3 separate regions of the Pan troglodytes genome follow, and all the other regions are linked to region 1. The links are chromatin contacts, called in public HiChIP or PLAC-seq maps. All regions are on one chromosome and are shown on one strand. The core of a region is the stretch at or near the end of the contact, and the rest is flanking DNA. Distances in the headings are between cores, read along the strand shown. Region 1 holds the start of KRR1 (KRR1 small subunit processome component homolog). Region 2 holds the start of PHLDA1 (pleckstrin homology like domain family A member 1). Region 3 holds the start of BBS10 (Bardet-Biedl syndrome 10).

Region 1 (2,700 bases), core at 148-2,647:
AAACACCACATAACAGTGAAAAGACTAAAACTACACCTGCAAGTATCACCCTGTTTGAAAAACAAAAAGCTAAATCTAAGAAGACACAGAAAAATGCATACGGTCCACTTTCATGTATATAAAATTTAAAAACAGGCTAAATTAAGCCACTTCATGACTACAAGAAGAGGAACAGAATGCAACACAATTCAGGGTGGTTACGTCTGATACAGGAAAAGAGAATATGATCTGAGAGGTGCACGTAAGGGTTTGAGGGGTATGGTAATGCTCTATTTTACTTAGTCTGAATGCTAGTTTCCCGCATGGTTTTATTAAACTCTATATAAGTTGTATCCTCTGCTATGTACGTTACATAATCATTTAACGAGCAACAACAAAGAAACTTTGAATACTTTCCCAATGCATCTAAATTGAGAGTTCAATGTTTTTAACACTTCCTATAAGCCTGGTTGAACAGATCCCCAGGCTATTTATGACTTCTCTATCATTCACACTGAAGAAAACGGGTAAAACCAGACTACAACGCAGGAGTTAACAATTAAAAGGTAACACAACCTAAAGAGTAAGGGCTGTGTCGTCTAATATTTTAGCATCTGACAAACAGGAATTGATAATCTTTCAAAATGTCTTTACTGACAAACTAGAGCTAAGGACATGTCGGACAGCTCCTTTCCCCATACCTCACCCCATTATCAGGGTCCACTCCTGTATATCATGACTACCTATTCCCACCTCACCCTATTCCTCATTCCGTCAGTGACTTTCAGCCACCCGCAGGCTACAAGGTTCTGCGTCGCCCTAGGCATTTTCTTAATACTCATCCTTTTACAAAAGACGTAATCCGCAACAGCTTCGCTTTGGGGACCCTTTAGCAAAAGCAATGAATTAGGAACACCTGGGTGGCACCATATCGGCCAGCCGTTCCTGTGGGCCCAGCCAAAATCTTATCAGCGATTATTCAGGTACTCAACTACACAGTACAGGCTCCAGGTGGTTTTATAAGTCCACGAGGAACGAAAGAAAAAAACATCGCAACTCAACGTACACAAACCCCAGGCTTCGGTTCCCACATAACATCACCTTGGTTCTCCGGCTTCGGCTTCTGGTTACGATATTCACTTTTTCCAGCCCCTTTTTCTGGCCGCTCCAGCGAGGGAGACGCCATTTGCAAGCTGCTTCCGGTGGCTCCGGAAATGAAACTGTTCTTAAACCCTACCTGCTAAAACGCCTACACTCAAAATGAGTTCCGCGGAACTCAGACGAGGAGATCTGCGCAGTCTCCGTGCGTACGTGCGTTAAAGCCCGCGCTTTTACACAAACCACAGCTTCTCCTACGTGGCCAATGAAGAGCCGGAGACTTTCTCCCAGTATGCCTTGAAACCATGGAGTTTGCGTACTGGGACTTGTAGTTTAGCAGGCGGTATAGGCAAATTGGATACTGTTTTATCCGTAGTTTCCTCGTGGCCTCACGGTCTAACCTGGGCCATCGGACAGCGGAGTGCTACCAACCTGTCATTGATGTCATTCATTCTTTCGATAAATGTTTATATGTTGGCCAAATATGCGCTAGATGTTGGGAGGAAGTACAAATATGAGAATACAATGTACATTGGGCCTCCACTGCAAGAAGTGACAGGAATAGCTACTATTTATTGTGAGACTACTTTGTTTCAGTACTTTATTTACATTATTTCTAATTTTAAAAACAGTGACAAAATTAAACTTTTCCAAGTTGTTTCTGATGGTAATCTTCCCGAGTGTTGGTATTTCTCTGTCTAAGTCAGAGGGATGGTAATTCAACATCCTGACGTTTCTGAAGTATTTCAACTAGCCTAAGATTTCTCAAAATCTCTAAACTAATTTTCTACCCCCAACATTACATAGGGCTAAGATGTGTAGAGAGGTTCATCACTAACTACAAATAACTGCACTTTTAGAAGTATAAAAGGTCTTCGACATGCCAAATACAAGATTTTTTTAAATTTTGATTTTATTGCTTGCATTTCTAAAATTTTCTGCAGCAAATAGGGAAAGTCTTTGATAGGTTAAATTCCTTGCATTAGTGAAATACACGTTTGTCTGATAAATCCACTCTCGTGTATCTTATACAATAATTTAGGTTTTCATATATGAGATCCAGGTATGAAACAGATTGTTACATATGGACAGAAGAACCCACGACAGAGGGGTTTTTTGTTTTTATCCTGTGAGTTTTATAAATGACAGGGATTTTATCTCTGTTCTTTTAATTTCCTCAAAAAATGATAAATTCCTAAAATAGAACAGATAGCAGCAGGTGAAAGTTATAAAGTGAGGAGTACACCTCATGAAGCAGGTTTTTACCATTCTTATTTTAAGTAACTCAATCACTAATAAGTGGAAGGCCCGTCTTCAAGTTCAGGCAGTTTGACCTAGCAGCTTCAGGGGGCTACTATTCATTAGGAACTTCAGATGTGTTAGAGGGCTGATAGGGATTAAGGGGAGGGAATAGTCTAGAAATAATATTTGTGTTAAAGCCCTTTATTTTATAGCAAAATTGTCTACATAGGCTTTTCTTCCCATTTACGTGTGTATTTTTAATCTTAGTATTGCTATTATTTGAGGAATATTGAGAATATGATGGAGATGGGAAAACGAAAACCCACCCATCCTTTTCTTGGCACTATTGAGTCTGTTTGTAAAACCCAACCTTTTAATTAC
Region 2 (2,700 bases), core at 98-2,597, 520 kb after region 1:
GTTCCCCTGGAAGGCGACCCGGACCCGAGCCCCGGAAACTCCTCTCCTCTACCCAGGGCGATCGCCCAAGGAGCCCTGGCTGCCTGACTACTGCCGACGCTCACAGGGCGCTGCGAGGCCATCCCCCGCGTCCCGCTTCTCCCCGGCCCGCGGGACTCTCTGCTAACAGCCTCAGAAAGTGAGGACGGGGGCGCGGAGGCGGGGGCAGCCTCCAGGCAGTGCTGCCTCTCGGTTCTTGGGAATTAGCCCGGGGGATTCGCGCTGGGCTCCGAGAGCCCGCAGAACCAGCGTCGTGTCCTGGGCGAGCTAGGAGGCCGGGGCCGAGTCCCGCGAGTCCCGCGAGTGTGCCTCCCCCGGACGCCTAGGTAAACAACTGAGCGCACAGAGGCCGAGAGGACATCGTGTCTTCCCACGCATATTCGCTCACGGTCACTAAGTAGCTCTTCTTGGAAAGAGGGCGATTGTTAAAGCAATAGTGCGACTGTCGGGCTTGCCACGGGTGGAGAGAGGTGGACCCACGTCAGGTCGCATCTCGCCTTTTTCTCGACCCCGACCGCAGGCGCTAACCCGTCTTCGGCTTTCTTCTTGACCCGTACGGTGTGCAACGTCTCTTAAAACAGTAACTCAACTCTCTACAAACCGGGGTAATATCCGGTGCTGAGATCCCACACTGCAAGGCGCAGTTCCAAACGTCTGGTCGGCCTCGCAGGTCCCTCTTTCCAAGGCCTAGCCAGATCTTGGTTTTGGAATCTCATTTATCTGTGACCTGGGGAATGCAATACCCCCAGCTCCCTCCTACTCCTACATTTAAACAATGCCTATAGAAGCCGCTTCCTGGGAAGTAAGGCATAACCGAGACCTAGCCTCCCGGTAGGGAAGTTCATCCGTTTAGTAAACAGCCCCAACTACGTGCGGACCCTCACGGGGATACGAAGAATTCAACCAGGGCTGGACAAGTCAGAGTGGGCCAAGGTAAGAGTTAGGGCTGCTACTGTGCCCACGTTGGAACAGATAGATTAGTTCATCTGCTAGTTGTGTGGCAAGAGCAAAGAATTCAAGAGGGGAAGAGAAAGTGAGAGGAGCTTAGAGAGCTAAGCAAGAATCGAATCCTTTGTGTGTCATGGTAAGAAATTCGAACTTAATACCAAGGTAGTCAGAACAAAGGACAACTTTTATACACGAGGGCGTCCTGAATATTCATCTAAGAAACAATGTCTGATCAAACGGGACAATCCAGCCAGCAATCCGGAGTCCCACCGGATTATGCTTGGCCAGCTTTCTAGCCTTCACATTGTTAATTTATTAGCAATCTTTTCAGGAGAAAGGCAATTATTAAAATTATGTGGACTTCTAGTAAAATTATCTCAAAGATTTACAATTATGTATACCAACAACAAAAAAACTACATGTTTTCTGCTCCCCTGCCTTTGTAGGACAAGTGAGCATTCCAGAGAATTTCTCCATGACCAGCTGTTCATTCTTGTAAGAGGATGACATTCTTCAGCTCATCTGGAGAGGATACTTCCTTTAAGTCTGTTATTCACAGTCTCCAAGGGCAGGTGTAGTTGGGAAAGACATTTCATATGGAAAAACAAACTTGATAGGGTAAAAAAAAAAAAAAAATGAGATGTAATCTGGAGCCCCAAGTCATTTTCTTAGGAGAAACTCAAATGTGTTTGGTGTTATCTAACCTTCTGCAGTTTATCAGTCTGAAACAAATGCATTCTATTCTCATTTGAAAATGTCTGAACAGCCACCAATTTTCAAAATCACCCATTTAATTATAACTAGAGACTTTAAAGCCCAGAATTTGCAGTTACGTATTTCAGAATGATTTAGTAATTTTGTGAGCAGCTCAGAGGTTAAGTCTACAATGTCTGACTACGGTGCATTATAGAAAATATCAGTAGTGTAAGGATCCCGTAGATTGGTGATAACTTTGCTCTTAATTTGTTATTTCAACAGTTACCACCAACAGTTGGTGACTTAACAAATTAAAAGCATAGTTGCCATATGCTCATATTTGGCAAATATGTCAAAATGGCCATATTTGCCAATTTTTAAAGACAATAAATTCACAGAAAATGCATTACAGAAAATAACTTAAAAAAAAAAAAAAAAACAACTTTTGGGCCAGGCATGGTGGTTCACACCTGTAATACCAACACTCTAGGGGGCTGAGGTGAGAGGATCCCTTGAGCCCAGGAGTTTGAAACCAACCTGGGCTACATGGCAAGGCCTCCCTCTACAAATGTAAAAAAAAAATTAGCTAGGTGTGGTGGCATGCACCATGTAGTCCCAGCTACTTGGGAGGCTGAGGTGGAGGACTGTTTGAGCCCAGAAGTTCAAGGTTGCAGGAGCTAGGATCGCACCACTATACAAGCCTGGGTGGCAGCAAGACCCTGTTTAAAAAAAAAAAAAAATTCAGCTGTATATGCAATGAAAACCTACAAGTCACTGAAAAGTTACTGAAGTTTAGAAAACTAGCCAACAAAATCATTGCTTTGGTAAACAAATTTGAAATGGCTAATTGAAAGTACATTTTACAGCTGGCAATATAAAGTTATCTATCAGCAGCACTGGACAGTTCATTTTCTTCTCTTGGATAAAGTTTATCACTTGGCTTCATGGACATCACTCAGTTTTCCTTTACATCTCCAGTGTCTCCTCTATGAGGTGCTTTCTCTTCTCTCCAAACTT
Region 3 (2,739 bases), core at 149-2,648, 850 kb after region 1:
GAAAAAAGAGGCTGAATGGTTTCTGTTACTATCACCATTCGCATGTCACCATCTGCTGGGCGGTACACAGAAAAATCTTTCTGAAGCACAAGACCAGCTATGATCCTGGAATCTGAAACAGGAAGGCCAGTGACACCAACATTCAACTCTACAAAATGGTCATCCACTAACTCAAATACACCAATCCCACTTTTACAAGTCATACACTTGAAAAAGTAGTCACACATCAACTGTGAAATAAATTTATGATTATTTCTTCCCACTCTTCCACAAAAGTATGCTTCTAAGAGCAACTCTAAAGAGCTCCTACACAATGTTCTCTCTTTAGCAGACGAAAAGATAGACAAAAAGTGTCTACTTAGGTACTGGTCCATAATACCGTCTAATATTTGTGTCTGAAACGTTAGGAGAGCCTGGGAAATAAATTTCCACCGAGAACAATTTTTCCAATGCCTTCCCTGGGTTTGAATGTTTTCACACATCAAAGGATCCTTTTCTCTGTCTGTGATTGCATGAAGTCCTCTAAGCAAATGGCAAAGAAAGATAATAAATGTTTTTGCACCATCTCCTGTTTTTTTGAGATGACTGGAAACACAGTCCACTATCATCCTGTACAAAAAAGAAATAAAGCAACTCATTTTCAGAAGGCTGGCTTCCCACATCTTAAAACCATGTTTACACAGCCATAAGCATAAAATGAGAATATTGTTCCTTTGACACATCCTTAGTTTTTTCCTTTCTTGGAAAAAACTCTGCTCTATTCCAAGATTCCACCGTTGGGTGGAGTGGGGAGAAGTGGTCTTGGGAATTGGTAAGATTTGGGGTGCAGGAGTGTTCCCTTGGGCAGGGCTCTAATTCCGAGCATACAGCGGTTTCACCCGAGGTCAGTCTTTCTAAGTACGCATCGCCTCAGGATGGGACAAGAGCTCCACAGAGGCTGCCTGGGGTGCCCGGCTACGGGTTAGCGTGTGGGACGCGGGTACCTGGCTATGGGATGCTCTAAGTGTAGCGCCTCCAGGAGGCGGCCTCCATTCCGGCTGAGAAGCACCTCGCCAGTGGGCTTCGTACACAAAACTTGCCGTCCCTCGGGCCCCACGCAGCAGCTCACGATGGCTTCCAGCACCTCGGCCACCTGCAACGCCGCCTTCACAGACCCTGCAGCGGCCATAGAACTTAACATATCTGGGCCGCTTCCCCTTTTTGACCAGCTTGCAGAACACCCGGGACGACCGAAAACAGGGGTGGGAACAGCCGGAAACGGAATAGGCGGGGAGAAAACCCGGAAGCCAGGAGCCGAAGCCGGGGTAGCACGGCTTCTTGGTTGGGCGAGAGGGCTGCCCTTCTGTCCGCTTGGTGGAAAAGCCCTGCAGCTTTGCCAGGTGGGGTGAGCTGGCCCGTTGTACGCGAAGACAGAAAAAACAGACTAGGATTTCCAGCAGCTGTGCCTGGAGAGGCAACCCTAAGCCCCTCCCCGGCTCCCTAGGTGAATTCATCTCCCTCCAGTGGCGTCCGCTGCCCCCAAATCCCTTAGTCTCCCGAGAAACTTTCTTCCTAAGTCAACACGGTAGTGGGGCCTGCGTGAAGGAGAGGGCACCCCGGTTGGAACTCTGCTGGCTTTCATCCCCTGCCAGAAGCTGCTTTTTCCGGGGCAAAACCTCTGCCTTGGATTCACGCATGTTCCTGTCCACATTCTCCACGAGTTGCTCTCCTTACCATAACGGAAATAATTTGTAGATGCAGGACAGGTGAGGAGAGCCTGGCCACAGCCATGAATTGCAGGCTTTAGGTCTGCTGCAGAGGCTTTACCACATTTCCTAGACTCAGGTATCACAATAAAACTCTAGACACCACAAATATATTAAGCAGAAATGATGCGAAGTCTCTATTTATTTTTTGAGATGGACTCTCGCTCTGTCGCCCAGGCTGGAGTGCAGTGGCACAATCTCGGCTGACTGCAACCTCCGCCTCCCGGGCTCAAGCGATTCCCGTGCCTCAGCCTCTCAAGTAGCTGGGATTACAGGCATACGCCACTGTGCCCCGCCAATATTTGTATTTTTAGTAGAGATGGGGATGTCACCATGTTGACCAGGCTGGTCTCGAACTCATGACCTGAATGATCCACCTGCCACGGCCTTTCAGAGTGTTGGGATTACAGGCATGAGCCGCTGTACAGATTTAAATCCATTAATCACGTCGGTGATCAACAGTATGCTTTAAAACACATGGCCAAGGATTATTGTATATAACCCAAAGACAGAAAATACTGTCTAACATTTTTTTCTTTTTTAAGAGATGAAGTTTCACTCTGCCGCCCAGGCTGGAGTGCAGTGGAGAGATCATAGCTTACTGCAGCTCCGCATTCCTGAGCTCGTGATCCTCCTGTCTTAGCCTTCAAGTCGCTTTGTGCCTCACTACGCCTGGTTATTTTCTCTTTTAGTAGAGACAGGGTCTCCCTGTGTTGCCCAGGCTGATCTTGAATTCCTGGCCTCAAGTGATCCTCCCAACTTGGCCTTCCAAAGTTTTAGGATTACAGGCATGAGCCACCTTGCCTGGCCTAAAACACAGGCACTTGAGAGTATGGGCTTTGGATTCAGACCTGGGTTTGCTCTGTCATTTCCTTACCTGTGGCATTCACCAAGTAACCTCTTTGATCTCTGCTTTTCTCATCTTTACAAACAATGGGCCTGCCGCAGTGGCTCATGGCTGTAATTCCAGGACTTTGGGAGGCCGAGGTGGGAG

The links. HiChIP or PLAC-seq counts read pairs in DNA pulled down with a chosen protein or histone mark.
Region 2: a contact with region 1 is called in an H3K4me3 HiChIP or PLAC-seq map of stem cell-derived excitatory neurons, with 14 times the contacts expected there. The contact joins the promoter of PHLDA1 here to the promoter of KRR1 in region 1. A contact is called at or near these places in 2 of 7 Hi-C or Micro-C datasets (induced pluripotent stem cells and stem cell-derived neural progenitor cells) and 1 of 1 datasets of contacts at active chromatin or transcription factors (stem cell-derived excitatory neurons).
Region 3: a contact with region 1 is called in an H3K4me3 HiChIP or PLAC-seq map of stem cell-derived excitatory neurons, with 16 times the contacts expected there. The contact joins the promoter of BBS10 here to the promoter of KRR1 in region 1. A contact is called at or near these places in 2 of 7 Hi-C or Micro-C datasets (blood and stem cell-derived neural progenitor cells) and 1 of 1 datasets of contacts at active chromatin or transcription factors (stem cell-derived excitatory neurons).

What each region holds. Positions count from the first base shown.
Region 1 is chr10:82,278,873-82,281,572 of NHGRI_mPanTro3-v2.0_pri, forward strand. KRR1 (KRR1 small subunit processome component homolog) reads right to left here and starts at 1,398. Exons shown (of 10, transcript XM_003952244.6): 1 at 1,081-1,398. The coding sequence starts at 1,165.
Region 2 is chr10:82,796,274-82,798,973 of NHGRI_mPanTro3-v2.0_pri, forward strand. PHLDA1 (pleckstrin homology like domain family A member 1) reads right to left here and starts at 1,348. Exons shown (of 2, transcript XM_001161528.7): 1 at 1-1,348.
Region 3 is chr10:83,125,104-83,127,842 of NHGRI_mPanTro3-v2.0_pri, forward strand. It overlaps BBS10 (Bardet-Biedl syndrome 10), which reads right to left and starts at 1,399. Exons shown (of 2, transcript XM_001161619.7): 1 at 984-1,399; 2 at 1-609. The coding sequence starts at 1,180.